Regions from separate parts of the Mus musculus genome. Here regions 2, 3, 4, 5, 6 and 7 are each linked to region 1. The links are chromatin contacts, called in public HiChIP or PLAC-seq and promoter capture Hi-C maps. All regions are on one chromosome and are shown on one strand. Each heading gives the region's core, a stretch centred on a gene start, on an enhancer-like site or on the middle of the called end of the contact. The rest is flanking DNA. Distances are from core to core; before and after follow the strand shown.

Evidence for each region. Promoter capture Hi-C pulls out the DNA fragments that hold promoters and counts their contacts. HiChIP or PLAC-seq counts read pairs in DNA pulled down with a chosen protein or histone mark. Capture Hi-C pulls out chosen DNA fragments and counts their contacts.
Region 2: a promoter capture Hi-C map of liver shows a contact between it and region 1, with 2.1 times the contacts expected there. The contact joins the promoter of Strn here to the promoter of Rmdn2 in region 1. A contact is called at or near these places in 3 of 39 promoter capture datasets (cranial neural crest, maxillary cranial neural crest and pre-B cells), 1 of 484 Hi-C or Micro-C datasets (embryonic stem cells), 3 of 115 datasets of contacts at active chromatin or transcription factors (embryonic stem cells, memory CD8 T cells and pancreatic cancer cells) and 3 of 9 other capture datasets (adipose tissue, embryonic stem cells and liver).
Region 3: an H3K4me3 HiChIP or PLAC-seq map of bone marrow-derived macrophages shows a contact between it and region 1, with 5 times the contacts expected there. The contact joins the promoter of Sos1 here to the promoter of Rmdn2 in region 1. A contact is called at or near these places in 1 of 39 promoter capture datasets (liver) and 1 of 115 datasets of contacts at active chromatin or transcription factors (bone marrow-derived macrophages).
Region 4: a contact with region 1 is called in a promoter capture Hi-C map of pre-B cells, with 4 times the contacts expected there. The contact joins the promoter of Gpatch11 here to the promoter of Rmdn2 in region 1. A contact is called at or near these places in 5 of 39 promoter capture datasets (cranial neural crest, hippocampal neurons, liver and 2 more), 1 of 484 Hi-C or Micro-C datasets (embryonic stem cells), 7 of 115 datasets of contacts at active chromatin or transcription factors (acute myeloid leukemia, astrocytes, bone marrow-derived macrophages and 3 more) and 4 of 9 other capture datasets (adipose tissue, embryonic stem cells, liver and 1 more).
Region 5: a contact with region 1 is called in an H3K27ac HiChIP or PLAC-seq map of acute myeloid leukemia, with 7 times the contacts expected there. The contact joins the promoter of Eif2ak2 here to the promoter of Rmdn2 in region 1. A contact is called at or near these places in 4 of 39 promoter capture datasets (cranial neural crest, hippocampal neurons, maxillary cranial neural crest and 1 more), 4 of 115 datasets of contacts at active chromatin or transcription factors (acute myeloid leukemia, bone marrow-derived dendritic cells, bone marrow-derived macrophages and 1 more) and 1 of 9 other capture datasets (macrophages).
Region 6: a promoter capture Hi-C map of liver shows a contact between it and region 1. The contact joins the promoter of Ndufaf7 here to the promoter of Rmdn2 in region 1. A contact is called at or near these places in 13 of 39 promoter capture datasets (the 3T3-L1 cell line, 3T3-L1-derived adipocytes, the SN4741 cell line and 8 more), 6 of 115 datasets of contacts at active chromatin or transcription factors (bone marrow-derived macrophages, embryonic stem cells and stem cell-derived neural progenitor cells) and 4 of 9 other capture datasets (adipose tissue, liver, macrophages and 1 more).
Region 7: a contact with region 1 is called in a promoter capture Hi-C map of liver, with 4 times the contacts expected there. The contact joins the enhancer-like site here to the promoter of Rmdn2 in region 1. A contact is called at or near these places in 9 of 39 promoter capture datasets (the 3T3-L1 cell line, 3T3-L1-derived adipocytes, cranial neural crest and 5 more), 3 of 484 Hi-C or Micro-C datasets (bone marrow-derived macrophages and liver), 6 of 115 datasets of contacts at active chromatin or transcription factors (acute myeloid leukemia, bone marrow-derived macrophages, embryonic stem cells and 3 more) and 3 of 9 other capture datasets (embryonic stem cells, liver and macrophages).

What each region holds. Positions count from the first base shown.
Region 1 is chr17:79,613,349-79,617,423 of GRCm38.p6, reverse strand. It overlaps Rmdn2 (regulator of microtubule dynamics 2), which reads right to left and starts at 2,207. Exons shown (of 11, transcript NM_001368314.1): 1 at 2,056-2,207.
Region 2 is chr17:78,734,151-78,738,225 of GRCm38.p6, reverse strand. It overlaps Strn (striatin, calmodulin binding protein), which reads left to right and starts at 1,665. Exons shown (of 18, transcript NM_011500.3): 1 at 1,665-1,972. The coding sequence starts at 1,739.
Region 3 is chr17:80,477,873-80,481,947 of GRCm38.p6, reverse strand. Sos1 (SOS Ras/Rac guanine nucleotide exchange factor 1) reads left to right here and starts at 1,495. Exons shown (of 22, transcript NM_009231.2): 1 at 1,495-2,111. The coding sequence starts at 2,025.
Region 4 is chr17:78,833,330-78,837,404 of GRCm38.p6, reverse strand. Gpatch11 (G patch domain containing 11) reads right to left here and starts at 1,889. Exons shown (of 10, transcript NM_181649.6): 1 at 1,727-1,889; 2 at 485-611. It overlaps Heatr5b (HEAT repeat containing 5B), which reads left to right and starts at 2,024. Exons shown (of 36, transcript NM_001081179.1): 1 at 2,024-2,099; 2 at 3,162-3,309. The coding sequence starts at 3,184.
Region 5 is chr17:78,880,697-78,884,771 of GRCm38.p6, reverse strand. Eif2ak2 (eukaryotic translation initiation factor 2-alpha kinase 2) reads left to right here and starts at 2,200. Exons shown (of 16, transcript NM_011163.4): 1 at 2,200-2,372. Gm26637 reads right to left here and starts at 2,888. Exons shown (of 2, transcript XR_876974.2): 1 at 2,691-2,888.
Region 6 is chr17:78,934,794-78,938,868 of GRCm38.p6, reverse strand. Ndufaf7 (NADH:ubiquinone oxidoreductase complex assembly factor 7) reads right to left here and starts at 1,734. Exons shown (of 10, transcript NM_028611.3): 1 at 1,668-1,734; 2 at 1,215-1,378; 3 at 248-328. The coding sequence starts at 1,704. It overlaps Cebpz (CCAAT/enhancer binding protein zeta), which reads left to right and starts at 1,799. Exons shown (of 16, transcript NM_001024806.2): 1 at 1,799-1,994; 2 at 2,802-4,075. The coding sequence starts at 1,839.
Region 7 is chr17:78,990,686-78,994,760 of GRCm38.p6, reverse strand. All of the region lies in intron 2 of Prkd3 (protein kinase D3), which reads left to right. It overlaps Gm41622 (a long non-coding RNA gene), which reads right to left. Exons shown (of 6, transcript XR_003952325.1): 5 at 3,837-3,974. Among named protein-coding and RNA genes, the nearest start is that of Gm41622, 8.8 kb to the right of the region's middle. Within about 2 kb of position 1,995, at least 47 of the 459 cell types and tissues checked have an H3K27ac peak or open chromatin away from gene starts, as enhancers often do. A contact at or near this core is called in bone marrow-derived macrophages, hepatocytes and liver, where this site is marked.

The DNA of each region.
Region 1 (4,075 bases), core at 958-3,457:
GCAGTGGTGGCACACGCCTTTAATCCCTGCACTTGGGAGGCAGAGGCAGGCGTATTTCTGAGTTTGAGGCCAGCCTGGTCTACAGAGTGAGTTCCAGGATGGCCAGGGCTACACAGAGAAACCCTGTCTAGAAAAACAAAAACAAAAAACAGAAACAAAAAACAAAACAAAAGAAGTCTACCATAAGGAATTTTCTTATGCTGATTTAATTCTTTGATCCAGTCCTAGTAGGCCAGCCTTGAACTTTACATTATGAAACACACACACACACACACACACACACACACACACACACATCTGAAAGATCTGAAAGGTTTTTTTTTTTTTTTTCATTTAATAAGTAAATAAACAGAAGTAAAAATCCACCAGGAGAAAGACCTTATCCCCAAGACAGAATCAGGTTTAAACACATGAGAAGCAGCCAAACTTTTACCTTTTTTGGGGTTCTACACCGGCTCCAAATGATCTCTTTGAAGTAGTTCAAGACAATAGTGCCATTATTATTTTTCAGACAAACTGCTGTAATCTACCCAGAGGGTTATCAGATTCAAGAAGTGAGAAAGGTTACCTCTGGCTTCCTGTTTCGTAAATCCTAGAGACATCTAGCCAGCGGCATGCAGAATGAGAAAGCATCAAGCAAGGACAGACAGAATGCTGACAGAGCAGAGATGGTTAGAGGTGAACTAAGGCGTCAAAACCATGAACATTAACAAAGAATAGACTCACTAGATATGGCATTTGTTTAAAAAAAAATCTCACCACTAGAAACATATAGGTCAGAGTGTGTGAATTTATGCTTCTATGTGCTTCTATGTCAGTGACTTGAAAACCCTGAATAAAAATAGTAAGGCACAAACAAGAAGTAACTTGGAGTGTGCTTTTGTGTCAATAATCGGAAATATGACACGGATGAACAAGGAAAACTATAAAAGTTGGAAATCAGAATCTGCTTGCCTACGGTGTACTTTAAAAGGTTGTATAAAATTACTTAAATTGTTTTTAGACTCTTGACTATAGTAGTATACTCTTGTCCTGAGTACAGATAAGGCAACTAAAATTTATTGAGCAGACTTTACAACTCATTTTAAGATGCAAGTTTGCATTTTGGAAGCAAAACATTATTAGTTTACAAACTTCCAGTTATAAATCACTTACGATGAAAAAGGATAGCTATTATGTTTGCATAAATGACCTAAAATTAATACAGTACACAACCAAAGGTTATTAGCAGCGAGTCACCTAGTGAAACAATGAAATGTTGACTTCCAAGGGAACTAGGACACACAATGCTTTTAAAAGAAAACATTGCGTTCATGTCTTAGTTTTACCTCTAGACATTAATGTTCTTAAAGTAACTTGAATGTTTAGAACGAGCTCCTAAGAAACATTCATACGAATTCATCAGCTGGTCCTTGGGATAAGGGGAAGGCATAAAGAGCTCGAACCCATAAACAAGAGGAACGAAAACGACCAAGAGGGTCAAGCAACATGCCTTACAAATCAGCTTTAAGTTTCAAGCTTCGGAAGGCAACATTCGGACGGAGTTCTTGGGGCTATCATGTATTCAGCGATGCAAGTACTTTACCATTGAATTCTAACACTCCATCAGACTTTCATGCATTTCCTCATCTATAATTTAAATTTGGAGCCTTTTAGTATTCAACTTATTTGCAAATGTTAGTAGTAGTGCTGTTAGTCTAGTTTCCATGTTTGTATAAAAAAGGGCAGACAATCAAAATTTTTTTCTTTTTTAGTTGGGGGGCACGCAAAGAGAACAAGGTTGGCGCGAGCCTGAGGCAGGAGCAGAGGCGCGGTGCCCGCCTCCGGTGGTCGCCTGGGCTCGGGGGTCAGGAAGCCACCTCTCCAGGGCGCAGGCTCCTCTAGGATGGTGCCAGGAGTGCCCGCAGCCCCAGGTCACCAGGCGGCAGGCCGCGACCCGGAAGTGGAGCAGCCGCCGGAAGTGCCGCCGCCTTCTTCCACACGCCCCACCGCCCGTCGGACCCGGGCTGCCGAGCCCAGCCCGCCCAGGTACCCCTTCCCTGGCTAGGTACGCACCCGGAGTCGTTGCGCAGGCTTCTCTGGGGCTGGAGCCAGGGAACCGGGACCCGCGGGCGAGCGGGCGAGCCAGGAGAGGATGGCCGAGTGGAACCCTGTGCAGCCTGCGGGTCCCAAGGTCCTGCGTGGTGGCCTTCGTGTCTGACCCAGATAACGGAGGCGCCGGGGGAGGAGCCGCTAGCGGCCCGGGGCTCCCGCCTCCTCCGGCCGCCAGCACTGCTCAGCCCCGGGCTCCGGGCCTGCTTCTCTCGACCCGGAAAGCTGAGCCCCGCAGAGCGCCCCGCAGGCCGCCTCGGAGGCAACTGCCCCCCTCCACCCGGCGCATCCACTGGGCCATCCCTGCCACCGATGGCTTCCAAGGCCTCCCCGCCCTTAGCTCACCTCCACCCCCACGGCACAACTTTTAACCTTCCTTCAGTCAAACGCAGACTTCTTGCACCATCATCTGGTTTTCCTGACTTCAACTCACTTTGATGTTCTATGAACCAAATTCCCAGCCTCTTTGTCCCCTGCTGTTTTGAGTTGCTTTCAGTTCAAAACCAGTCTTCTTGGATTCAGGTGGCTGGTGTTGAAGGTTTGCACAGCATCACGCTCTGCAGATTGTGTAATGATAATTCTGTCAAACTTTTAAAAAACTGCTTAAATGCCCCTCTGTAAAGCTCTCACTTGGAGCATGGTTGACTTAAACTTTTGACTTGATGAGAACAGTCTTTTGGGGGGAGGGTCAATATAGGGTTTCTCTATATAGCCCTGGTTGTCCTGGAACTCACTCTGTAGACAAGGCTGGCCTGGAACTCAGAAATCCGCCTGCCTCTGCCTCCCAAGTGCTGGGACTAAAGGCGTGCGTCACCACTGCCCGGCTGAGAACAGTCTTAATTACTAAAGTTCCCATCAATGAACTGAATAGAATTAAAAATGGATGCACCCCTGTTTATCAAAAACATAAGAACCAAACCGCTGTAAAAAGAATCAGGGTTGATTGATTGTACAATATACTATTCTTTACTGAAGGAAATTGAAGAAAACAATTTCACATTATAGAATTTTTACTTCCTAGTGTGAAATCAAGTTTATTACAACCTAGCTTCTGCCATTTTACTAAAAGCACAGCATGCTGGAGCTGGAGACATGGCCCAGCACACCCTCACAGGACCGGTCTCTAGTCATTCTCCTCTGTAAACAAACCACCCGGCATCTCTTCTTACATGGTGTTCCTTTCATACTGGGTTATACTAGTCTTGGTAAATCCACCAACCTTGATCTCTTTCCCTTGAGAAGCTATTGGACACATTCCTTGTCCCTCGGGGTTCATTTGTGCTTTAAAAGTTTATGCACGAGGGCTGGTGAGATGGCTCAGCAGGTAAGAGCACTCGACTGCTCTTCCGAAGGTCCGAAGTTCAAATCCCAGCAACCACATGGTGGCTCACAACCATCCGTAATGAGATCTGACTCCCTCTTCTGGAGTGTCTGAGGACAGCTACAGTGTACTTACATATAATTAAAAAAAAAAAAAGTTTATGCATGAAAGGATAAAGAGTTTAAGGAAGTAGCCGGGCGTGGCGGCGCACGCCTTTAATCCCAGCACTTGGGAGGCAGAGGCAGGCGGATCGAGGCCAGCCTGGTCTACAGAGTGAGTTCCAGGACAGCCAGGGCTTCACAGAGAAACCCTGTCTTGGAAAAAACAAAAAACAAACAAACAAACAAAAAATAGTTTAAGGAAGTCTAAACCTCCTGCTGCTTTCAGCCTACGCTGGTCCCTACGACATAATTACTGCTTGCCTGTGCCTTTTGTGTTTCTGAGTTCTAATTCCTTAATCACCTGTGACATCCATTGAGGGAAACAAACTGTTTGGTTTGAAGACAATTAAGTGTCCTGTCTGTTTCCTTGGCCTGAATCACTTTTCCTTTTGTCAAGAATTTGATAGGAATTTTATTGTAAAACTCAAGGATTGATAGCAGTCAACTATTAGAACCCACATTCCATGATTTTTTCCCATTCACCTATAAAGTTTTTTAGTCT
Region 2 (4,075 bases), core at 416-2,915, 880 kb after region 1:
CTTAATTTTTTTAAGGTTACTGGGCTAACAGGCAGGTAATCTGGGTGCTAGTTTTGGTAGTCATCTGTCATTCAAGGTCTCATTGAGGACAGTCTCAATTTCTTGAGCTGTGAATGAATCAGGCTGGATCTCAAAGAACATTTAGAGCCAAACTAATTTATGACACAAGGAATTTGGCCAGGCCTGGATCAACTTTTTATGATAATAAAGAATGAATTCACAAAGCAGAAACATTCAGTAACTGAGCAGAGGGCTTTGCCATCGCTCTTTGCAACCCGAGCAGAGACAATGTGTTTCCTGTCCTTTTCACAAGTTGCCATGGGAAGACCAGGGAACAGAGAGGACAGGGACAGGATGCCCTTCCCTTGCAAGTCACTCATCAGCTTGTATCTTGACTCTCTTTTTTTCTTTTTTCATGTCCACCAGATCAAAACAAAATTACAATTTTTTTTTGTTGGAGTGACAGATAAATAATTACTTAATTTCGTTTTCATTTCTTAAATGTTCTTCAGGCACATTCCTTTCTCCAGTTGGTGTAGTGTAAATTTATAATGATAATAGTTATCAGGGTACTCAGAGAGGGAAAACACTGGCAAACCACTTAGAAGGAAAGGATTTTAGTGTGCCTTTGGTGTAAAGATCAATTGCCCAAGAAATTAGGAAAGCGACAAGTGGGAAGGGGAGGTTCCCGGGTTCAGGAGTGCAATAGAGCAAAAAGGGACTTTGTTCCTTCTGATTGTAGCCCTTAGGGCTCTGTGACTCTATATGTATGTCAACCTCCTTTTGATGACAAGAACTGTGACATCTATCTTTATATTCCTGGCACGGAATATTACTGACAATAAAATACTTGTTCAAGCGAATTGAGTGAAAACTGCCGCAAAGATGGGGGGAAAAATGAGATTGGACAGGCAGCACTTCTTTATTACTGGAGATCTAAAACTTTGGCAGAATTTACAAGCAGGATTAGCACAGAGAAAGGGACTTTTAATACTAATATTTCAGACCAAGTGTTAAACTGGAAATTAGAAAAAGCCCTCATGGCAAATGTCGAACCTTAGCAGAAAGAGAGAAGACCAGAGTTCCTCCTCCTAAGGGAAAACTGGTCTGTTAACAAGCACTGAGCCCCTCTGGGGATGAATGGTAGGCTCGATGGCAAGCCGTGGTCCAGGGGTGTCGAGGCTTTGATGAACCCCGAAAAGGGCGACGAGGGGGCAGACGACCGGATGGCTTGCCCAGCGCCTATTTCTTAACAAAACGACCAGGAAGCCCTAAACTAAGTGGAGCTAGGGCTGGTACTTGGCGTGATAACTTCCGCGTGCGAATATGCAACAGGGAGCGCCGCTCGCGAACTTCCGCATGAAGGGAGCCTGCGGCGGCGCGACCCGAGGGGCATCGGCTGGCCGCACTGCCGAAGAGGAAACCCGCGGAGCCGTCAGGGGAGGGCGTGGCGAGGAAAGGGCGTGGCTTCGGTCCGGCCTCCGAGAGGCGCAGGCCTACAGGCAAGCGGGGTTCGCCACGCCCCGGGACTACATTTCCCGGCAAGCCCCGCGGGCCGCAGTTGACCCACTTCCCGGCCCGTCACGGGCTCGCCCGGCCCCCGCGCCCGGGCGGCTGCTCCCTGCTGACTGGGGTGTGGGCGGGGAGCGGCGGAGGGAGGAGGCAGAGCTGGCCGCCGCAGTTTGCCGCCGCTGCTGGGCGCCTAGGCAGAGAGCTCCCCGGGGTTCGTGCGGCCGCCATGGACGAGCAGGCGGGGCCCGGCGTCTTCTTCAGCAACAACCACCCGGGAGCTGGCGGTGCTAAGGGGCTCGGGCCTCTGGCGGAGGCTGCAGCGGCCGGAGACGGAGCGGCTGCGGCGGGGGCGGCCCGAGCTCAGTACAGCCTCCCGGGGATCTTGCACTTCCTGCAGCACGAATGGGCCCGCTTCGAGGTGGAGAGAGCCCAGTGGGAGGTGGAGCGGGCGGAGCTGCAGGTAAAGACCCTCCCGGCCTGGCGGTCCTCATCCCGCCTCTTCTCTCTCTTCAGCCCCGCCCCAGACCCTTCGCCCCCTCCCCCAGCCCGCTCGCGCCCCCTCCCCCTTGCCTTGCGCCCATCACTTCCAGAATCTCATCCCCCTTCCTCCAGTCACCTTTGACTTTTTTTTGCTGATCCCACTTCCTTGAGCCTGTTTTCCCACTCCTTCTGATCCATTTACCCTCCCGGCGGCTGTTTTCCCCACTCTCAACTCCGGTGCTTATTCCTACTGGTTTGCCATGCCACATTTTGGGGTTGTCTGTCCCTTTCGGTTTACTGATTGGGTTGACAGTAGTTTTGAGAGACTCCGAGCAGATCATCCTGGCTCAACCTGACGCACCCTAGGTCTAGAGACGTTCCTCGCAGAAGGGTTTGGCAGTTGTCTATCGCTCACTCTGCAAGGAAGGTGACCAGAGAAAGCAACACAAGTTGTATCAGTGAGGCCTTGGCTTTCCTCGAGAAACTGATGTTACTAGCAGTGTCAGCTCCAGTTTTATGTCTGAAAATGTTTCCCTGTCTGCCCTTTGACCCCATCCCGCATTCGCGTTTGGGTTAGACTCATAGGTTTCAGTGAAGGATTTGATTGATGGGAGTCAGAAAATGGGCAGAGGTGGGACATCTTTTCACAGAATCTCAAACTTCCCAAGAGTTGATTTGTATGTCCAGAGCTTAAAAGGAACTAAAGGGGCTTCAGGGCTACGTTGCCCCCTTGCATAACCTGCCAGATAAAGCATGCTTATCTGAGAGGAGCTCTTGTGCGCCAGAGAAGCATGAAAGGTTGGTAACTCACTGGTCACTCTGAGTTGGTAAGTAGGTTTACTGTGACTGTTTATAAAACTTCCAACACATACACTAATTTCCAGAGGAACTCAAAGAGCTGTGAATTGTGCCTCTCTGTTTTATGGGCTAAATCTGTATGCTTATGAAATTTGAGTACAGTTTTAGTTTGTTTGCGAAGCACTCGAAGTGTGTTTCTTTTTTGGTTTTTGGTGGTTTTTTTTTTTTTTGGCACAAAATATGAAGAGAAAGAAACACTGAAGAGACTCGCTTGTAGAAGCGTACTGCTTTGAGAGATTGATGTGGCCACAGAAGGAGCAAACAGGCAAGGTTATGGTAAATAAGTCTCTGATAAAGGCTGGGCTTGAGTCCGGCTCTGTGACCTTGAGGGGATTCTGTGACCTCTCTGGGCTTCAGTTTCAACCCTTACTTATTCAGCACAGGTTCAGGGCTCAGTGAATGCCTGCCTTGTGTATCCAGACTCCGATTAACGAAACCTGCCCCCCTCATGGAGTTTCTGTTTTAATGAGAAGGCGGACAGTCAGTGGATAGAGCTGTGTGAACTAGCCCACGGTTATGTCTATCTCCGATGAAACTTAGGAATACAGGAGTGTAACCAACTTCGGGGCGGTGGGTAGGGCAATTGAATGAAGTCAGGTAGTGGCCTGTATGGTTTCTTACGTTTCTGCAGTTACATGGCTTGTATTCTTTGCTGACTTTCTCATCCCTACTGTTAGGTATGAGTCTATTTGATATTTGTAAGTCTTCCTGTGGTGACTGATCTTGTACTCAACCCAGTGACTTGAGAGTACGCAGAAATGGTCAGACATTTACCTGTCGTTACTGGCAACGCATTCTGTAAATGTGCTTATGGAGTTCAGGTCCAAGGGACTACTGCATGAGAGCTAACTCCATGCATGGTTGCTGCAAGTGATTTTTGTTTGTTTCTGTTTAAATTTTAGCATATTTTATAGTTTAGGGACTATAAAACAAATGACTCTAATCTGGTTAAAAACAAGCAATAAAATAATGTTTGCCTGAGCCGCGCATGGTGGCGCATGCCTTTAATCCCAGCACTTGGGAGGCAGAGGCAGGCGAATTTCTGAGTTCGAGGCCAGCCTGGTCTACAAAGTGAGTTCCAGGACAGCCAGGGCTACACAGAGAAACCCTGTCTCAAAAAAACCAAAAAAAAAAAAAAAAAAAAGTTTGCCTTCCTATGTGTAGATGTATGAGGATCTACAGACTAGCCTATGTTCATTCATTCTATTCTCTGAGGCTTAGAGTT
Region 3 (4,075 bases), core at 246-2,745, 870 kb before region 1:
AGATTGGCCTTGCTCCTCTGCATCTACCTCTCTCCTGAGGGCTGGGATTAGCGGCTGCATCACTTCTCGCAGCTTGAAATGTGTTTTAATAACGAGAAGCCAAGGAATAGTTTTCTATAATAGTTGATTTGGTTCAGTCACTTAAGACCACACAAACCAGTTGTTGAAAATAACTGATATATCAGTTGTTCTCTGAAATTCCTTTTCTAAGTCCTTCCTAAGCTATAATTCCTCTGCCTTTCTCTTTAAAAAATTATATTTATCTTGTGTGTGGTGCACCTGCCATTGGCCATGTGTAGAGATCAGACGAACTTCTGGGAGTCAGTTTTTCTGCTCCCAGCGTTTGGGTATCTAAGACAGAACTTGGGTTCCCAGTCTTGGCTGCACCTGCTCTTTCCTGGCTGAGCCCTCCCACCAGCAGGTCTGCTGTTGTCTTACTACTCTGATGGTTAATGGATGGACTTCAAACTATTACTGAACACGTTCAAAATGAGGGGGACTTCTTTTTTTTTAAGATGCAAATCTGTACATGTATTATAAAAGGAAAGGCTTGTAGATTTCATTCAGATCCTAAGAGGTAGTCTAAAAGATGGTGGTTTCAAACATTTTTCATCTGTGAGATCTTGTTTATTGTACTACAAAACAGCATGGTTCTTCCAACTGTCTTCTCATCTATGAAATGAAAACTGAAAACTAAGACGTTTTACTAAGAAAGCGTTCAATGATAGAGCACATGTGCCACAGCGTTGCACAGTGCCACTACAGGAAGCAAGTCCATCCTTAGGATGGACGGACAATTCATAGATACTGCTTTTATAGCATTCTGTGATTTTCATATCTCTATCCTGGGTCCTGTACCAAGGCGAGGTGAGGGCTGGGGGGAAATCCCTCCCTTCCAGAAGCTAATTATCCAGTTGAAGCTATGAAAGATCCCAAGCAGGATGGACTAAATCCATAAATAAAAGCTTGTGGGTTTGAATAGACACATGATCAATAAATACTACACGTATGCGTTACGTCCTCATGGCATGGAAAGGCAGATGGAAACAGGCAATCTCTCCTCCCACTAGACAAACACTGAGCAGTCGGGCCTTTTGTTTTTTTTTTTTTTTTGTTTTGTTTTGTTTTGTTTTTGTGAGAGGGATCTATCTTTTGTGCAATCTGTTTAGTATACAGTGCATGCTCGGGGCACTCCTTATCTTCGTGCTGGGAACAAAGTACACACACCCCTTTTCTGAAACACAGGGCCTAGGATCTCCTAGAGCTGGATGGGCTCCCGGGCTGTGGGACCACACAAAAGGGGCGCTTCGCCTGCTCGCAGGCCCCCACACCCAGGTTCTCGGGTCGCGGGTTCGCCTTCAGGGTCCTTCAGCCCCGCCTCTGCGAGTGCCCTCCCCAGCCTCTGGCGCGCACCCCTCCTCATCCGCGGGCAGCCGGAAAACCCGGAGCGAACCGGCCCGGGCCAGCGGCGCATGCTCAGTTGCGAGCAGGTTCAGTTTGCTAGTAGGAAGCTCCGGCGCTACACCGGCGGCGGCAGCGGCAGCGGTAGCAGCAGCGGCGGCGACGGCCAAGCGGCCGGATTCCCCGGCAGCGACCTCGGGCCCTCCCCGTTCCCCACCGACCCCTGCTCCCGCTTCGTCCCGTTCTGGGCCTCTCGCTTGAGTTCCCCGCTGGCGAGCGGGCGCCACCGGCCGGAGCGTCCATCCACGCGCCGTCTCTCGGCGGGCCAGGCCGTGCCGGGGAGCGCAGCCCCGGCGGAGGGCGGCCCGGGGCGGAGCGGGGGGCCTGCCCCGGGGCGGTGGTGCGGGATGCCGCCGCCGCCGCCGCCGGGTTGCGTTGGCTCTCGGCGAGCGGCGCGCGTGTCGGGTGGGTGTCCGGCCGCGGGCCTCGCCCCCCAGACTCCTCGCCAGCGCTAGCCGGGCCGCGCGGCGCCCCGAGGGGGCCGGGCCGTGCACGGGCTGTGGCCCTTCTCCGCGCCGCGAGCCGCCGCCCCTCCGCCCGCCCCGAGGCGCCCCGCGGGCACCATGCAGGCGCAGCAGCTGCCTTACGAGTTTTTCAGCGAGGAGAACGCGCCCAAGTGGCGGGGGCTGCTGGTGCCTGCGCTGAAAAAGGTAGGGGCGCGGAACCCGCTTCCCGGCCGCAGTCCGCGCGGGGCTGGGCGAGGGTGGGGAGGCGGGGCGCCACTGTCGTCTTTCTTCCCGGTCTCGGATCTCGGGGAGGTCTGCTCGGGCTGCGAGGTTCCCCGCGTCCGCTGCTCCAGCTGTTGACACTCGCCCGGGGTGCGTGGGAAGGCCGCACACAGTCGGGGAGGGTTGGTCTGGATCATCCAAGCGCGGAGGCGGGGGTTGGAGGAGCCTCGGTTTTCCGTGGAGGTCAACGAAGGCCATTGCCTACCTTCTCGATCTTCCGAACTGCGGTCAACCTCTCGTTTTAGGAGTCCGGTACTCTCACTGGCTCGAAAGTGCCTTGGCCACAGTGCTTGCCTAAGTAATTGCGAGGTTGCCTGCCAGCAAGAACATGGCCTGCTCGGCTGTGCTCGTCCTCAGTCATAACTCCCCGTTTTCTTGACCCCCTCCCCCATTACAGCGGTGATGCACATGCCACTGTATTCAGATTGGTTCTTTTGAAGTGTCTGAGAATCTTTGAACGTCATTTGGTTTGGTGTTTTGCATCTTTTTATTTGGAAATGTTGCTACATTTTAAAAGCTTCTAAAGCAACTGTCTGTCCTTTGGTTAGGCATTTTGGATTTTTGTTTGCCAGTGGTTAAAGTTATTCGTGAATGTTGCTACATTTTAACAGCTTCTACAGCAACACTTAGTGACATAGTAAATACTGTACTAAGACATCTGAAACAGGTGTGCTTGAATGGATTTTAAAACAACCAGATTGGTTTTTGTTTTCATTTGCCTTACCTGTAGAAATTGTTTTACAATTTAATCTCCCATTTCTTGTTGCTCAGATGATTTTCGTGCTATCTTTGCTAAAATGCAGTTTTGTTACTACTGAGTACCTGGCGTTTACTGTGCCATTATGCAGAGCCTTTCTATTTTACCAGAAAGTCTTGAAAGGTATTTCATACTCCCAGAGGCCAGTACCTTTCAGTTTCTCGTCTGCCCTGTTCTCCCCTTCCCCTCTTGGTATGTTATGTGGAAACTGTTGGCTTTGTTGGAAGACTTTGCTTTTATCTTTCAGACTTAGGTTCCTGCGCTTTATCCTCAAGTGTCTCCCTACTTACAAACCTCTGTATGTTTTCTAAGAAAATCAAAGAGACCACCTTGTTGTGCATCCTTAATGACTCCATGAGACTTCAGTCCATTTCTACATTGGCTTTACCTGCACAATTGCCTGCTTAGCTTGGAGAATTGGAGAAGAATGCCTCATGATGCTAGAAGTTTGGTATTTTGACAGGACAGGATGAAGACAAAAAATTGATTTATATGTACAAAAGCTCTCATAGAACCAGTTTGAGGTATATGGCTTAAAAGCAATAGCTCCTATTCTAAGGAAACCTCCAAAATAACACTCGAGGCTCCTTTAGAATGGTAGACAGAGCATTGTAGAAGTTGGCAGACTACTCTAACTTGCCACTTGGGTGGTCCTTGCTGAAATCTATTTTGTGTGGCTGGCATTGTGGATTTTGTTTTGTTTTTCAATGTATGTAATTAGTCACCAGTTTCTTTTTTTCGAGACAGGGTTTCTCTGCATAGCCCTGGCTGTCCTGGAACTCACTCTGTAGGCCAGGCTGGCCTCGAACTCTGAAATACGCCTGCCTCTGCCTCCCAAGTGCTGGGATTAAAGGCGTGCGCCACCAACCTCCCGGCAGTCACCAGTTTCTTAAAATGAGAACTATCACATAAACTCTGAGGTTTGTTTGTTTTGAATTATAGATGGACTGGCCATACATTTTCACCATCAACTGCTAGAGTTTTGAGTGACTGCTTTCTTTGGAAAGGGTTTTGTCTCCAGTTCATCAGTGTTGCTTGTGTTCTATCGCTTCATGGTTGGTTGGTTTTCCATTTGAAGCAGAGACCTCCCTGTAGAAGTGATATGAAGAGGGAGTTTACAGAGTCTCCC
Region 4 (4,075 bases), core at 640-3,139, 780 kb after region 1:
TGATTCTCCAGTTATGAGACAAACCCTCATATAATCGTGTAGTATTCTCCAAGATGACCTGCTCCTAGTCAATTTTGTTGAGCAGTTTGTGTAATAGTTTTTAATAGGATATATTAGAGTGACTTTGTTTTTGGCTTTTCTGGAGGCAGGGTTTCTCTATGTAGTCTCAGCTATCCTGGAGCTCACTTTGTAGATCAGGCTGACCTTGAACTCATAGAGATCCACCTGCCTCTGCCTCTTGAGTGCCACCTGCGCCTGGCTTAGGGTGACTTTTTGGTCACACTATACAGTGCACTCTACAGTTGGTAGTATGAATGAATTGAGTGAAGTCAGTGGTCATATATGAGAACACTCAAGAAGCTCTGTAGAGATGGCCACGTGGGAGGATCCGAGGCACAAATGAGTGAGCCAACTAAGTGCGCCTCTTAGAAGATTAGTCAAGCCCGAGATGAATCAGACTGACCTGCAGTCTCCTAGTACTCACCTAGCTTAGGAGCAGCCCAGTAGATAAGAAGTATTAGTTCCACTTTCCAGCAGGGAAAACTGAGGCTCAATGTGGCTAAATAATTGGTTCACAACCACAAAGAATACAAGTCTTGGTGATCTTGTTCCTGAAACGGAACGAGGTTGTAATTGCTGAGATGGGTGTTGAATCCAGGGCCTCATACAAGCAAGGAATGTGCTTTATAACTGAGCTAAATCTCTAATTCAAACTAGATTATTTTTAAGGGAAGCATTTAACTCCACAGACATGGTGGCCCTCTGGTGTGATTTCAGCACCCAGCAGTTCGAGGACAGTATGATCTACCTGTGTAAAAATACACACACACACACTTACAAAAGTACAAGGGATTACATGTTACTTTTAAAGCTCTGCCTTTTATAGTTATTCCATCTTTTACATATAATTTTCACATAAAATCACACTGAAACTTCACAGCTGGGGGCACTGTAGATTCATTAAATGATACGGTTTGAGGAAGTTAATTACCAATAGTGAGGACATTATGTTAGGAAGTGGAATAAGGGGGCTGGAGAGATGGCTCAGAGGTTAAAAGAACTGTCTGCTCTTCTAGAGGTCCTGAGTTCAATTACATGGTGGCTTTATAACTATTTATAATGAAATCTGGTGCCCTCTTTGGGCCTGTAGGCATACATGCAGGCAGAACGCTATATAATAAATAAATCTTAAAAAAAAAAAAAAGGAAGGAAGAAGGAAAGAAAGAAAAAGAGAGAGAGAGAAAAGAATAAGGAATTGGGTCTTAAAATGTGAAGGTTCCCCTCCTATGAGGACAACATACACTAGCATTATCCACTTCCTTCAAATATAAGAATAAACTCCACAAGTCGATAGATAACCCAGGTAGGGATGCTGGTGGCCTGACCCCTCACTTAAGAGTCACAACAGCGAAGTGGTCAGGATTCTGGGTCTGAGGGGGTAAATCACGCAGCATCTGTTGATGGTTGGAGGTGGTGTGTGTCAAAGAGCCAGAGCAAGTTTAGGTGAAGCGCTTTGCCTGTTCCGAAATAATGGAGCAACCACTTTCTCAACAGGACGATTATAGGTGCTGCTAGCGTATTTCAGTATTGAGCACCGAGTTTGAAGCAGAGCTACAGAACACACAGAGCTGGGCTAACTCTCCTGTGGGTGCCTCGGGCATCGCAGGCTCTTTCTTCCCTCCCGCTCTCCTCCCTCCTGCACCCTCCCACCAAAACGACCACTTACGGATGGGGCGTAGCTGACGCTGTGATAGGCAGTCACAGCCAACTTGCACCGACCTCTGTCATTCTCCTGAGCGCCCGCACACCCTGAAGCCGGAGCTTTACTGCCCGGAACCAGCTCCGCGGAGGTCGCGCTGCGCATGCGCCGTGCAATTGGCGCAGGACCCACAAACATCCCACTCGTCCCCGACAGCCGATTCGCTTCGAAACTTGGGGTGGGCGGGGCTAAGAGGACGTGGGGGCGGGCCGGTCCGCAGGACCTGTGTCTCGCGCATGCGTCGTCTCCCGGCTTCCTGAGGGCCGGAGTTTGGGAGGCGGGGCATCCGGGTCCCTCGGCAGAGCGGAGCTTGGCTGCTCGGCTCGGACTAGACCAGGAGGTGAGGCGGTCTCGCGCGCTGTCAGAGCCTGCAGGCTGTGACATCCCTGGGTCCCAGGACATTTTCCGAGGGCTGAGGAGGGAATTCGAGTTTTGAGGCCGGGGATCCTCAGCCTCGGGGTTGACAGCTCGAGGACTCCTACGACGGGAGGCTGACATCCCAGGGCGGCCCGGGGACCCCGGTTTGCGTTTCCAGCAGACTCTCAGTTGTCGGGGTCTTCGGAGCGGCCCGGTGCATCCAGACCCGGAGCACTGCATTCCCGGGGCGAGGGGTTGTCCCGGGCGCCCCTGCCGCAGTGTCCCCGTGGGGCCCGCCTCCGCCGATCAGAACCCTACGGTCACTCTTCTGGGTCCCGGTGGCGAGGGACGGGTGGCGGAGAAAGCTCCCCAGACGCCTGAGCTCGGTGCTTCGGGGTTCTCAGGGTAGAATGAGTTAATAGCCTGTGTTCTAACAGGGAAACAACCGCCCCGGAATAGTGCCTTTTTTGCAGTATTTACATTTTCCTTTCATTCCATTCTTATCGCCAGTTTTTTCTTTCTTTCTTTCTTTCTTTCTTTCTTTCTTTCTTTCTTTCTTTCTTTCTTTCTTTCTTTCTTTCTTTCTTTCTTTCTTTCTTTCTTTCTTTCTTTCTTTCTTTTAAATCATTGTCCTTTCAAAGTTAGTTCTCTAATGAGAAATGAAACCACGCTTTCTTTCCCTAGCTTAGTGGTTGCATTTATGAAACTTGACATTTAATATTTAAGAAATCCTTACATGTAAGGGCTGGAGAAAGGAATCCGTGATTAAGAATACTTGTTGCTTTTGACAAGGACCTGGGTTTGATTTCCAGCGCCCACAAGATGACTCACAACCATCTGTAACTCCAGTTCTAGGGGGAGCCAACACCCTGTATATATATATATGTGTGTGTGTGTGTGTGTGTGTGTGTGTGTGTGTGTGTGTGTATGTATGTATGTATGTATGTGTATACATACATTTGGGCAAAACACTCCTACACATAAATTAAAAATTCCTTAGAATATATTTTACTCTTTTTTTAAAAAACGAATCTGTTCATTTAAGGTGTGAATTAAGAACATCAATAATGGAGCTAGCTCACAGTTTATTGCTAAATGAGGAAGCTTTGGCTCAGATCACGGAGGCAAAGAGACCCGTGTTCATCTTTGAATGGTTGAGATTTCTTGATAAAGTCCTAGTTGCTGCCAACAAGGTAAGCATTGCCCACCTCACCATAGGTTGATATAAAGAAAATTGAAGGCATTGTGTTTTGAAAATGTTATGAGTCTTTCATCTAAGGAATTGGAGGATGTTATACTATGGGAATTTCTACCTTATCCTTCTCTTAGTCAGCAATAAAACCCAAACCTTGTCTACGTCCTGCTTGTTGCATGCTTCATATCTGTCTAGGCAGCGCAGTGTGACTGGATTAAAACATCACTTATAATCATCAGTGCCTGAAAGGTCTCTGTGATAAGAGATTTTTTTTCTTTGCCTTTTACTTCCTACACAGCCTCTTTAATCCAAGCTTGTTTTGTACATGTTTTCTTTATTTTGTTAGTAGTAGATGCTTTCCTCAAGTGAGAAGATGTAAGAGTGAATCCTAAAAGGTTTTCTGGAAACGGTGAATTTTACAAACTGAATGTCACAATGAGCTAGTCCTGACCTTCATCCTAGTATGCTTCTCTAGGCCAATTGTTCCCTAGAAGATGTCTTCTTACTCTGTTGTCTGAGGTGAATGTGGGGAATTGTGTGGGAATCAGGATAGGGAGCCTCAAGACTTTTACATTCATTATGTAAACATTCACTTAATTCCTATTTCAGTACAGTGACCTCAGCCCACAGTTGTGCCTGATCCTTCTTGTTCAAAGATGTCCTGTCTCTCCCCCCCCCCCCCAGAAAGCAAGCCTTTAGCTTTCTTCTAGAATGAAGGAAAGGAGGGTAGAAGATTTTGTTCGTTTCTTGGCTTTGATTTTACT
Region 5 (4,075 bases), core at 951-3,450, 730 kb after region 1:
AAGTATTTGTAGTAGTTTTCTCAGACTTCCTGGTGGGTGAAATTCAAGCCTGACTCTGCACTGATTTAAGGTTGACAAACTGCAAGTTGCTTCAGGATAAATCCCTCTTCGTCTACTCTGGGTACTCCATGCATGCAGGCCTCTAGAGGTGCTTCCCTCAAGAGACATGACATTATACTTCTACTTAACACCATCGTTGAGGCAAAGCTAAGCTGTCTGTTTTTGTACCATACAGATTTTTCTGTTGCAGGGTCATAAGCAGTCACGTGAAACTAACAGGAGGATGTAGAGAACATTCTAGAAAGATTGACCTATCTGTAGCGTCTCAGTCATCCTACCACTTAGGAGGAAGAGGCAGGAGGCTTGCTACAAGTGTGAAGTCAGCCGAGCTTTAAAAGTTCTAGATCACTTAGGGCTTCAATCAGACCTTGACTCCAACCATCAAGCAAAGCAACAGGAACACACCTGCTGGCTTGCTCAGCTGGTAGTGTCTGCTTCCCATGGTCTCTTCCCCAACACTACAGTGACTAGGCATTGTGGTATGGATCTTGGAGGTGAACACAGGAAAACTGGAAGTTCACGGTCACTTTTAGCTTCACGACAAATTTGAAGCCAGTCTATACTACATGCCAATCTCAAAACAAAACACTCACCAACTCGTGGAGAATATTGGGAGTTGATAAGATTGGGTGTACATCACTTGCACACTTGCTCCCTAACCATTCGCCTCCAGAAAGATCCAGAGGCACCCCTTTCAGTGGCTAACACTTCAGCTAGATGTTCCAAGACCCCGAAGAAATTATGGTGATCATGGGTCTTTGGAAATGCCAAGAGTAAACCACCTAGAATGGAATAGGTAGAGTGAGCAGAATGGCATCCATTGTGAATGTTCAGTAGAGAAATGTCTGCAGAGATCTCGCTGTCAGCTTCTCCCTAGGTAGTCGGGTGTTCATTTAAGGTGCTATAGTAGGGAGCGGGAGTTTATCGAGGCTGATCTGGTCACGGGCTTTTCACATTAGAGACCTCAAATTACACCCAGGATCCACGCTACAAGAAAAGTTAGGCTGTTGTTCTCCTACCTTACAGGAAAGGAAGAAGAAAGGAGTGGGCACAGCAATGTTGACTGTGAAATTGGGGGCTCTGTCTTGGGACTTTTCCATCTCTCACCAGTTGCCATGTTGGGAGTACAATTTCCCGGTTCTAATTCTAGCTCCTGAGTTCTCCTCATAGGGATGGTGCTCAGCTCAGAGTGCAGGCATGAAGATGTGTCACTGGGCAGTGTGCCACAAGCTAAACCCTCAAGTCCTGGGCCAGCAAGTTCCATTATGGGAGTGTGTTACAGTCTTACAGGAAGGTAGGATTGCTTTTCTTTTCTTTTTTTTTTTTTAATTTTGTTTTAACCCGTATACGAGTTCACTATAGCTGTCTTCAGACACACCAGAAGAGGGCATCGGATCCCATTACAGATGGTTGTGAGCCACCATGTGGTTGCTGGGAATTGAACTCAGGACCTCTGGAAGAGCAGTCAGTGCTTTTACCTGCTGAGCCATCTCTCCAGCTCAGGCAAGGTTCCTTATTAAGCAGGGACTGCTGGTGTTGGCCTTGTGATAAAACATTCCTTGTGGCCTTTCTGGGAGCAGGTGGATCTTAACAGGGGCCTGGCCTGGTGAGTGATATGCAACAAGGGGCTAGCAGGTAACTGCTGAGGGCTGGACAAATAGATTTAAGAGAGAATTCTTCAACCCTCTGGCCAATGTTGTCAAGATGGCTATGTCCTCCTTGGCATGGCAGTGTGAAAGGGGAAGGAGACTAACGTTTACAAACCTGGACTTCAATTGTCACAGACATAGCTTGGCTGGACCCTCTGAGAGGCGAGTTACTCAGTATCTCCCACTGCACATCGGAATTCGGTAGCATCCATGTGCCCAGTTGCTTCCTCAAAGTTTGTTTTGAAAAGTAGATTGTGATCATTGATCCAGGAGCAGGAGGCTTGGGTTTCTCCTTCTTCTTCCTGCAGAGCTTTCCCAGAATGGAAGCCAGGAAGTGTCCGAAACCTGGAGAAGCTGGCAGTTACTGCAGTTGCACAGGAGAGGGGAGGCGGGCCCGGACCTTGGCTCCCGCGCTGGGGTACAGAGGCGACACGCCTACCTGACTTCTCGCGGGTGCGAGCCGGTGCGGGAGGGGCCCAGAGCAGTGTGGGAAGGCGGAGTCCGCCGGGAAAACGAAACAGAAGAGAACCGGCCAGGCCCGGACTTCCATGGGCAGCAGCAGCGGCAGGGAACGGAGGGCGAATAGATTTCAGAGCCTGCACCTGAAGTACAATTCGAATCCTGCTCCAGGGAGCGAGCCACTGTCCGGATCCAGAAACTTTGGTAAGACCTGAGGGCTATTTTCCCACTCCTGGATAGCGGTTGCAGGAAAAGGGACCCAGAAGGAAAATGACAAGCCCAATGACTTAAAACTCTGGAGGGAACTCTAGAAGCCTGAATGACCCAGAGACTGAATTCTGCGCCAAGACTTTGTGCTGCACAGTCATGGCATTCCAATTAGCTGTCCTTTGTGACAAGCGGGTCCTGCTCCATCCTCCACCAGCCGCTATGGTCAGGCAACCCCCCCCCCCGCGCCTCCCCCTCCCCTTCCCCCTTCTTCTCCCAACTCCCCCGCCCAGTGCCCACCACTTTCAGACTTACTTGGTGGTTCTGGGCCACAGCCAAATACCCTCCAACTCCTGCCTTCATGCTGCCTGTTTCTACTTCCTGGAAAGCCCTTTCCACCTCACCCCACCCCCAAGTGACTTCCTGGGCAGATCTGTCTATCCAGTCCTTTTCACAGAGCCAATGATATGAATTACCTTCCCTAAGCTAGAAACTCCACTCTGCCCTCATAGCCAGCGCCCCCCGTCCCCTGCCCCATATTTTTCTCAATCTTCCAACTAGTACTTAGTACTAGAATTAGTCTTTTTCCTTCTACCAGTAAGATCCCAAGAGCAGTTTTCATTGGCTTGTATAAGCCTAGCACCTGATCCCTGACAGGTGCTCGTTCCATGTATGTTAAGTGGATGGTAATTCATAAATAACCTTGAATTCTAGAGAAACGGGATTCCCTGTTGCACCTTTAGTACTAACCGTGCCTTGCCCCCTGGAGTTAAAGACACTCTCAGGGCAGAGTGTGTGCTTGTTTTTCAGCTTGCCCTGCGGCCCTGGAGGGACCCAAACACTGTGTGCAGCTTGCTCCTTTATATATCATATACTAGCTGAATGCATGTTGTATGGGAAGCAGCGACTGGAGGGGCTCAGCCTTCTGGGGTCCTACAGTCTTCAGGAAGGAGAAAGATCAGGGTCTTCAGGATATAGGTGAGACAAGCAGGTGGCATTTGTTGGTGCATGTGATGGGCTGCTCTTTGGGTGAGCGACTGAGAGCTGAGAGCAGCTTCCTGGTAAGCATCCTGATTCCTTTATAGGAATCCCACCTGTCAATACAGTGGTGAGGTGGAGTGATTCTAGTTGCCCCTGCAGCATCACAGAAGGCCAGCCCATCCTGAGAGGTGAATAAAATTGCTCCCTAGACAAAGGGTTCCAACTCCTGGGAGCATGGATTGGACCGTACCTAGCCATTCATTCCCCAGTGGACTTATTCATTCATTTGTACCAAGCCCTTATTATAGTTCTGGTACCTTCATTCCTTTTTCAGTTACAACTGTTATATTGATTTTTAAAAAGAATTTATTGGGGGCTGAAGAGATGGCTCAGCGGTTAAGAGCGCTGACCACTCTTCCAGAAGATCTGAGTCCAGTTCCCAGCAACCACATGGTGGGTCCCAACCATCTGTAATGGGACGGATGCCCTCTTGTGGTGTGTCTGAAGAGAGTAACAGACACTGTACTCACATTCATAAAAAGTAAATAAATCTTTCTAAAAAATAATTTATTTACTTTTTATTTTTAATTATGTATCTGTGTATGAGTGTGTGCATAGGAATGCAATTCCCTTGGAGGCCAGGGAAGGTGCCGGATCCCCAGAAGCTAGAATTACAAAGAGGTTTGAGCTGCCTGCCATGCTGAGAACCACACTTGGAT
Region 6 (4,075 bases), core at 485-2,984, 680 kb after region 1:
CTGGCCTTGAACTCAGAAATCTGCCTGCCTCTGCCTCCCAAGTGCTGGGATTAAAGGCATGTGCTACCACTGCCCGGATTCCTCTTCTTTTTCTATAGTGAAATCTGAGTTTTTCAAGTGTTCTAAGTTTTAAATATTTGATGACTCACACACACACACACCATAAAACACTATTACACATGAGCATCGCTTGCTCTGCCCTCAGTATCTATAACATTTCTTTTAAGGTCTACATGTTGGTTATTACCTCCCCGAAGATTTGGCTTATTTCAGGTGAAGTAATAAAGTCTCCTTTTTCTCCTAGCATATCCTGATGCACATAATATCCCTGAGTAAAAGAGGAGAAATGGAAAAGATTAATTTTCAAATAAAGCTTTCAAAAGTGCTCCACCAAAATTTTATGGAATGCTTACAGTGAAGTAAGTATTTACCAAGAAAGTTCTCTCTTCTGAAGTAACCAAGATAAGGACAGAGTCTTTACCTAAATTTTACATAGTAGTAGTCATTTTGCAAAACTCACCAAACAGCAATTACTCAAGTAGAAGGGCTGCAGACAAGATCATCTCTCTACTCCTTGCCCTCTCCCACTCTTCCATACCAATGCAAAGTCTCACTTTCTTCTCATTTTAGTTCTCCCTGGCATCCATTCAGTCTATTCAAACAGTGTCTTCACTGACTTCTCTCTCCAAAGACTCCCAACCCAAAACTAAATCCAGTGCTTTTTTTTTTTTTTAAATAAGACAACAATTACGTTTCTTACAAGGCTTAATTATCTGGGGAGAAGACTTTGTCTTAACTTCATATCCCAAGTTTTACCATAATGCTTAACCTTCAAGAAAGACTCAAAGCTTTCTTTTAGCCAGGCAGGTGAAGACCACCTAGAATCCCAGCACTCAGGAGGGTAAATAAGAAGATGCTGCAAGTTCAAGGTCAACCTCATACATACAGCGTTTCCCTTATACAAACAGCAGAAATCCACAACCCCGGTTAGAAAATCAGCATTCCTTTAACTCAGGAAAATTAAATTACATTCTGTCACCTAAACTCCGCAGGAATTTGTCATGACCTCTTTTTTGGCACTGCCCTTTAACGCAAATGACAGATAAGACTATATTCCAAGGACTTCGGCGGTGGCTCAACACCTGATGGCTCTAGAGGCCTTCGGGCTCCTCTGTGTACACACACTGGGTGGTTCACGCTCCCCCTACGTTTACCTTGGCTGGGTTAGTCAAAACCTCCTTCATGTACTCGGCCACAGTGATGGGACCTGTAGACTTTATTTTGTACATAAGATGCCGCAGCATCGGTGTCACCTGGTTGCTTTCTGCCGGCTCATTCCCGGAGCTGTAGCATTTCCCTCTCCAAATACAGGGAAGGCCTGAAAAGCACGATTAAGCACCGCCCGCATTAGATATCTCCATTTCATTTACACGCGCAGCAAGCAGCCTAAAGCTTGTAAGGATGCCTCGTTCATCACTAACTTCGCCCCAACGTCAGGACCCGATGGAGGCAAGGCATGCACCGAACCCATGACTACAAGCCCCTCCACACAGCTAAGCCTCTCTGTGGACCAGCTTCCTGCTCCAGCCCCAGGTGAGCAACGGAGGGACCAAGGAGCCGCGCCATACGGTTTCCATGGAAACAGGATCCTGCAAGGGGACTCTCACCCGCGCGGGCCACGCAGCGTCTCACCAAAGCATTCATTCCTACACCCCGAGGCCAGGCTCCGCCCCGGAGGCGGGGTTTAAACGGTATTTCCTGAATCGCCCTCGCAATAGGAAGTGCGTCACCGTAAAGCGGAAGTAAGCTCCGGGCTGCACTCGCGTGTCCAGCCCGCCATGTCGGCCGACCAGGAACCTGTGGCGTTCCTTGCCAAGCAGCCCTGGCGTCCCAAACAGGTGACAGAAGATCCGGATGAGGAAGACGAGGAGGATGGCGATGAGGGCAAGAATGGCTTCTCCCTGGAGGAGGTGTTACGCCTCGGAGGCACAAAGGTAAGGGCCGCAGGCTCTGGGGAAGGGGATGCTCACGGCTGCCGGGAAGGTGGGACCCGCAGCCCAGCCTCCGACCTGCTCTGAGAGCTTCCCACGCATTTACTGTTACCGCGCTTCAGTGGGAAAAAAAACAGTTCGGCTTGCATGTTTTCTCCTGGGTTTATGCCTCGTTAAAATGTAGGCGATCGGATTCTAACCACGTGGGCAAATGTTTTGAACACGACCGTATGTGTAATCTACATCTGCTAGGTTAAAAGGTTGGATTGAAGTCGCTAAAAGAACCTGCCAGTTTACATTAGCCTTTTATGAAAGTGCCTCTTCCTCCCTACACTACCTCATAAAGTACTTTCTATTATTGGAAGGAGTGTTGTATGTTTGTTGGTACACTCGTGTGGAAGTCAGAGGACAACTTTGGAATCGATTCTCTCTTTTATGTGACTTCCGAGGATCGGACCTAAATCACCAGGCTCCTTGGCATAGACTTGACCCACTGAGCCATCCCCTGCCCACTCAGATAAACCTTTAACCTTGCTCACCTGATGCATTACGAGTGCCTAGATCATTGCGATTTTCACTGGATTTTGTGACTGTCAGCTTGAGAATCTTTTCATATCTTGAAGAAGGTTCTTCAAAAGCCTTTTCCCTATTGTGTACCTATCTTTGGCACATTTTCCTGTTGGATATCTGTGAGTTTGCCAGATAATAGTGTAATAATTCATATGTGATGGTTTTTAAAAATGAAGTTCTTACTGAATTTCTGGGTTTGTAATACGGCCTTTTTTTTTTTTTTTTAATGTGTTTCTACAGCAAGATTACCTTATGCTGGCTACTTTGGATGAAAATGAGGAAGTGGTGGATGGGGGCAAAAAGGGAACCATTGACGACCTTCAACAAGGTGAACTGGAGTCATTTATTCAGAATCTGAATTTGGCCAAATACTCAAAGTCTTTGATTGAAGAAGATGAACCAGAGAAAAAGGAAAACACCAGCAAAAAAGAAGCAAAACTACTGAAGGTGGAGAATAAAAAACAAAAAGCAACAGAAGGAAAAAAGACATCGGAAAAGAAGGTGAAAAATAAGACTGTACCAGAACAGCGTCCTGAGAGCTGTCCCGTCTCCAAAGCAAAGAAAGATAAACAACCCGATGTGTTTGAATTTCTAGAGAGACAAACAATGTTACTCAGGCCTGGAGGCAAGTGGTACGACATGGAGTACAGCGGTGAGTATTCCTTGGAGCTGCAGCCTCCAGATGTCGTGTCCAAGTACAAAGCCCTGGCCCAGAAGCTGTATGAGCACGAAGTCAGCTTATTCAAGAGTAAGACAAACAATCAAAAGGGAGGCTCTTCCACCTGGATGAAGGCCATCGTGTCATCAGGGACACTAGCTGACAGGATGGCGGCCATGATCCTTCTAATCCAGGATGATGCTGTCCACACTCTGCAGTTTGTAGAAACCCTGATGAGCCTTGTGAAAAAGAAGGGCAGCAAGCAGCAGTGCCTCATGGCGTTGGACACGTTCAAGGAGTTGCTCATCACAGACCTTCTGCCAGACAGTCGGAAGCTCCGGGTTTTCAGCCAGCATCCTTTCCACAAACTGGAAGAGTTGTCCAGTGGCAACAAGGACTCGAGAGATAGAAGACTGATACTGTGGTATTATGAACACCAATTGAAACACTTGGTAGCAGAATTCGTCCAGGTCCTCGAGACTTTAAGTCATGATTCCTTGGTAACCACTAAAACGCGGGCCCTGGTAGCTGCCCATGAGCTGCTCTGTGATAAACCCGAGGAGGAAAAGGCTCTTCTTGTGCAGGTGATAAATAAGCTGGGAGATCCTCAGAACAGAATTGCTACGAAAGCCTCCCATCTGTTAGAAGTGTTACTTCGGAAGCATCCCAATATGAAAGGAGTTGTGTGTGCAGAAATAGAAAGGCTACTCTTCCGCTCAAATATCAGCCCCAAAGCTCAGTATTATGCAATTTGCTTTCTAAACCAAATGGTCCTCTCCCATGAAGAAAGTGAGTTGGCTAACAAATTAATTACTCTTTATTTTTGTTTCTTTCGGACTTGTATCAAGAAAAAAGA
Region 7 (4,075 bases), core at 746-3,245, 620 kb after region 1:
CCACCGAGCTGCCCTCAAACTCCTAGATTCCTAGTGATTCATAGTTTACAAAGCAAAATGAACACGAGTGTGATTTCTACCTTCTAGGGATGTATATACTGAAGAGAAGGTGTGTTTGCAGGAAGCCCCAGGGAAGTCGTGGGACCCGGAAGACAGTCAGACCTTAGAATGCAGTCTGGCAGCAGTAGAAGTGGGGCTGAGCCAGGCGAAGTGTGTCAGCCAGACCAGCTGAGCGTCACATTACAAGCCTATGATAAACCTTTATAAAGAGTTGTTGTGATTAAAAAGAAAGTTCTTAGTGCAGTCCTGGGCCATAATGCTCAGAAAACATACCTGTGGCTTCAAAGACTCTAAATTTAGAAAGATCCTTGGTTCTATAGATGTTTTAAAACTTTAGTGAACATCAAAGTTGCAGCATTTAGTTGCCGTATGTCAACAAAACCATATATACATACATATTTTTTTAATTTTAGTTCTGACGTGTTTATTTAAACTGGGAGAGTTTATTCACAGTGTCTGGTATGTGATGACTACCTAGTGGATGTTAGCTCCCATGTTTACTTGATTTCATATTGATAAGAGGCTTAAAAAATACCCTCTAAAGCTACTCTTGCTATTAGTTTGTTGAATGAAAAAACTAGATGTAATTGGAATGAGAAAGGAAGTTGGTAGAAAGCAATTCATTTGAGTTATAATGGCATTTAGTAAAATTGAAATTCTGTCTGTTTTTAGGTGATTTAAAATACTTGGCTTTAGTTTTGATCATTTAAATACTAGATCTGAAGACCAAATATTCAGTGTACTTGAGGGGTGATTTGGTCTGTCTGAATGAATGGATCCATTGTCTCTGTAGACATGAGTTGGTTGTAATTTTCAGTTCTGTCATAGCGGATGAAAACCCCAGCTGTGTCTTTTGTTTTCTAGGACAGAGTTGTCATTCTGTGTTGTTTTCTTTCCCCATTCTCTCTACTACAGCTGTGTTGCAGTGGCTTGGCGACATTCTAATCTTTCTGAGATATATATATATATATATATATGTGTGTGTGTGTGTGTGTGTGTGTGTGTGTGTGCATGTATATACATATACATGTAGATACATACACACATATTATCTAGGTTAAATAGTGTTGGGCAGTCATTACTAAATACTTAAACTGATGATGGGAAAGTTAATTTGCTGTACATTCAGGTTACAATCTTAGCTAAAAGAGGGAAAGTCCAAGCATTAAAGTTAAAGACAATTCAGAACTACTTACAAAACAAGCGGAGAAAGTGTATTTTAAAAAGAAAAAGACTTCTCTGGTTTATGTCAGACGTGTGGGGTTAAGTTGAGCACGTGAACTGGAGACCTGCGGAGACCTGCGGGGAAGAATCAGTTCAGGTCCCTGGTGAGTCCGTTCTCGCTGACTCGTCTAGACTAGTGACTTTGGCTTTAAATGAAAATTATCATTGGAATTCTTCCCTATGGTTGAGCGCTTTCCAGAATTGGTGCTAAATGAATGTTAGTCTTGTTTCTACAGAATAACCAACAGAATTTTTAATAAGTGCTAGTTAAATAACTAAGCTCTGGGTTCTCCGGGAGTCTGAGGAAACCTGGAAAGAGAACATCCTAGCATGTGTTTACTGTCATTCCGAATAAGTCTTAAAGATGTACTGTAAAGATGTACTTGGTCTCAAGTTTAAAAATCAATTTAGTATCCCATATATGCATTCGTGTGTCAGCCTCTAAAATTAGTATACTTCACTCACTTATATGAAAACAAAAATATATGTGTCCTAAAACTCCAAGGGTTTCTCATTTTTATACTACCTTTTAAAAATGCCTAATGATAGGTAAATAATTCACTCAGATAATATTGAATTCTGATGTTGTTTGTTAACATGCAAATGCTGTCTTGCCAAGTAAAATAAAAGTTTCGTAAGCTTCCTACCTTATCTGACATTCCACTGACAGAAGTTAGTTGGCATGAGATTTTTATGAGACAAGTTTCTCATAAAAACTTTTTGTTTCGCCACAGTTGGTCTAGAACTGGGAAAAGCCTTCATTTTGCACAAGGCAGGGGAGTTATTGACCGAAGAAAATAATAAAATAAAATAAATTGAGAAGCTACTGAAAGAGTGCTGTTAGGAACGGGCCAAATTAAAGACTTTTTTTTTTAATTGCTTTAAACCGTCGTTCCTTAGCTGTCCTTCATTTCCCCCTCTAATCAGGGCTGAGGCAGGGTAAGGAAGGAAACACAGGCTTTGCGGTTTTAGGAGGTTACTAGCTCCCGTCCACCTTCCCTGCACTCTAAACCCTTTCATCCTAGAGCAGCAGTGCTCTCCAGCCTGAGCTTTAACCAGCAACTGGGCAGATAGTTCCATGTTGGAGCTGACCTGTGCACTCTGCCACACCATGTGTACCTACTAAGTGTTCACAAACCCCAGTTCTGGAAACGAGAAATGCACAAAGACCCAGCTGGGAGCTCTGAGCTCACTGTAGCCTGGGCTTGTTACTGAGAGCTACTAACCATGTACCCGGATGCGACCCTGGGAGGCCTGAGCCTTGTCCCAAGAGCCCTTGCTCTCCTCCATGAGAATGGGGTGTTTAGAAGGTGTATAGGCCATTTCTTGGGGGCATCTTACGTCTTAAGGGTACATAGAAAGTAGCAATGGCGAGGCAGTTGTCCCTCTGCTGCCCTGTGAAGGAGAACAGCAGATTTGCAAATGGAAGCAAGAGTTTGTGTGCATTTATTTTTCCAGAATATATTTTCCTTTTAAAATTATACAACTGAGTGGAGAGTGGCCTTTTCCTTTATTCCTTATTCTGTTGTTAGAAAAACAAGCCATTATCTTTGAAATGCTTCCGCTTTCTGTGTATTTCACTGGCAGGTTATTTTTGATAGATTTTGAAATATAAAGTGCTTTTGTTTGTGGTTTTTAATGTTTGGTTCATGCCTTTTTTTTTTTTCCTCATGTGGTCCAGGCCAACCTCCAAATCCCTGTTTATCCAAGGGTGCCCTTGAGCTTTGAATCCTCTGCCCCCAGCATTAGAAGCTGGGATTACATGTGTGTACCTCTGCGCTTGGCTTGCCCATGACTTTGCCATAGCCCCTATGTACTGAGAATCATTCTGGAAGAGGCAAAAATAATTTTGAGGAATAGTTGAGTTTGGAGTTTTTGAGGATCAGTGAACTATTAAAAATAGGCAAAAATATAAATAATGAATTCTTATATCTTAAGCTTATGAAAGATGGTCAGCCTTGTGTAATGGACATATACAATTCAGGGCAAGGGAAATGACTCCATGGATAAAGCTTTCTTTTCCATTTTCATGTGTATTGTGTTCGTGTGTGTATTTGCATGACTTTTGCATGTGTGGGCCCAAGTGTGTGCAGATGTGGTACACATGTGTGCACATGCATGTAAAGACCTGGGGTTGATGTCCAAGCCATCCACAGTTAGTCTTGTGCTTTCCTTCGTCGAGGCAGAACCTCTCCTGTCAGACCTGAGCTCACTGATATGACTAGTCTTGTTAGTCAGCTTGCTCTGGGGACTTCCCATCTCACCTTCCAATTGTAGAAGACCGTCAGACACACCTTGCATTTACATGGGTTCTAGGATTTGATCTCTGGTCCTCTTCCAGCCTGTGGGTCCAGCACTGAACCCTCTCCCCCTCCCCACAAACTTAATATTTTGCATGTAGACATATAACCTGATATAGCCTTTGTGAAGACCAATTGGTCAGTATCTAAGAGTTTCATATATATGTATACTTTGACTTAGGTAATACTCTGAGAAATTATCTCCATGCATATCATCTAGAAGTAGTAAAAGTATAAATATGTGGTACTCACCGGCTGTTGTTGATAATAACGAAATATGGGGAGCAGTAGACAGACGCTAATGTTCATGGCACATCCAACTCATCAGAAACCCAAGTTCTTTATGTTACAGTAATTGGTTTAATTTTCATGGTTACTGCCAAGTATGCTCTATTTTACAAATAGAAAACCATAGTTAAGGTTTTACAGTTAATAAGATTTGAATTCGGGGCGTAGGGTGATGGCTTAGTAAACTACTTGCTATGTGAGTG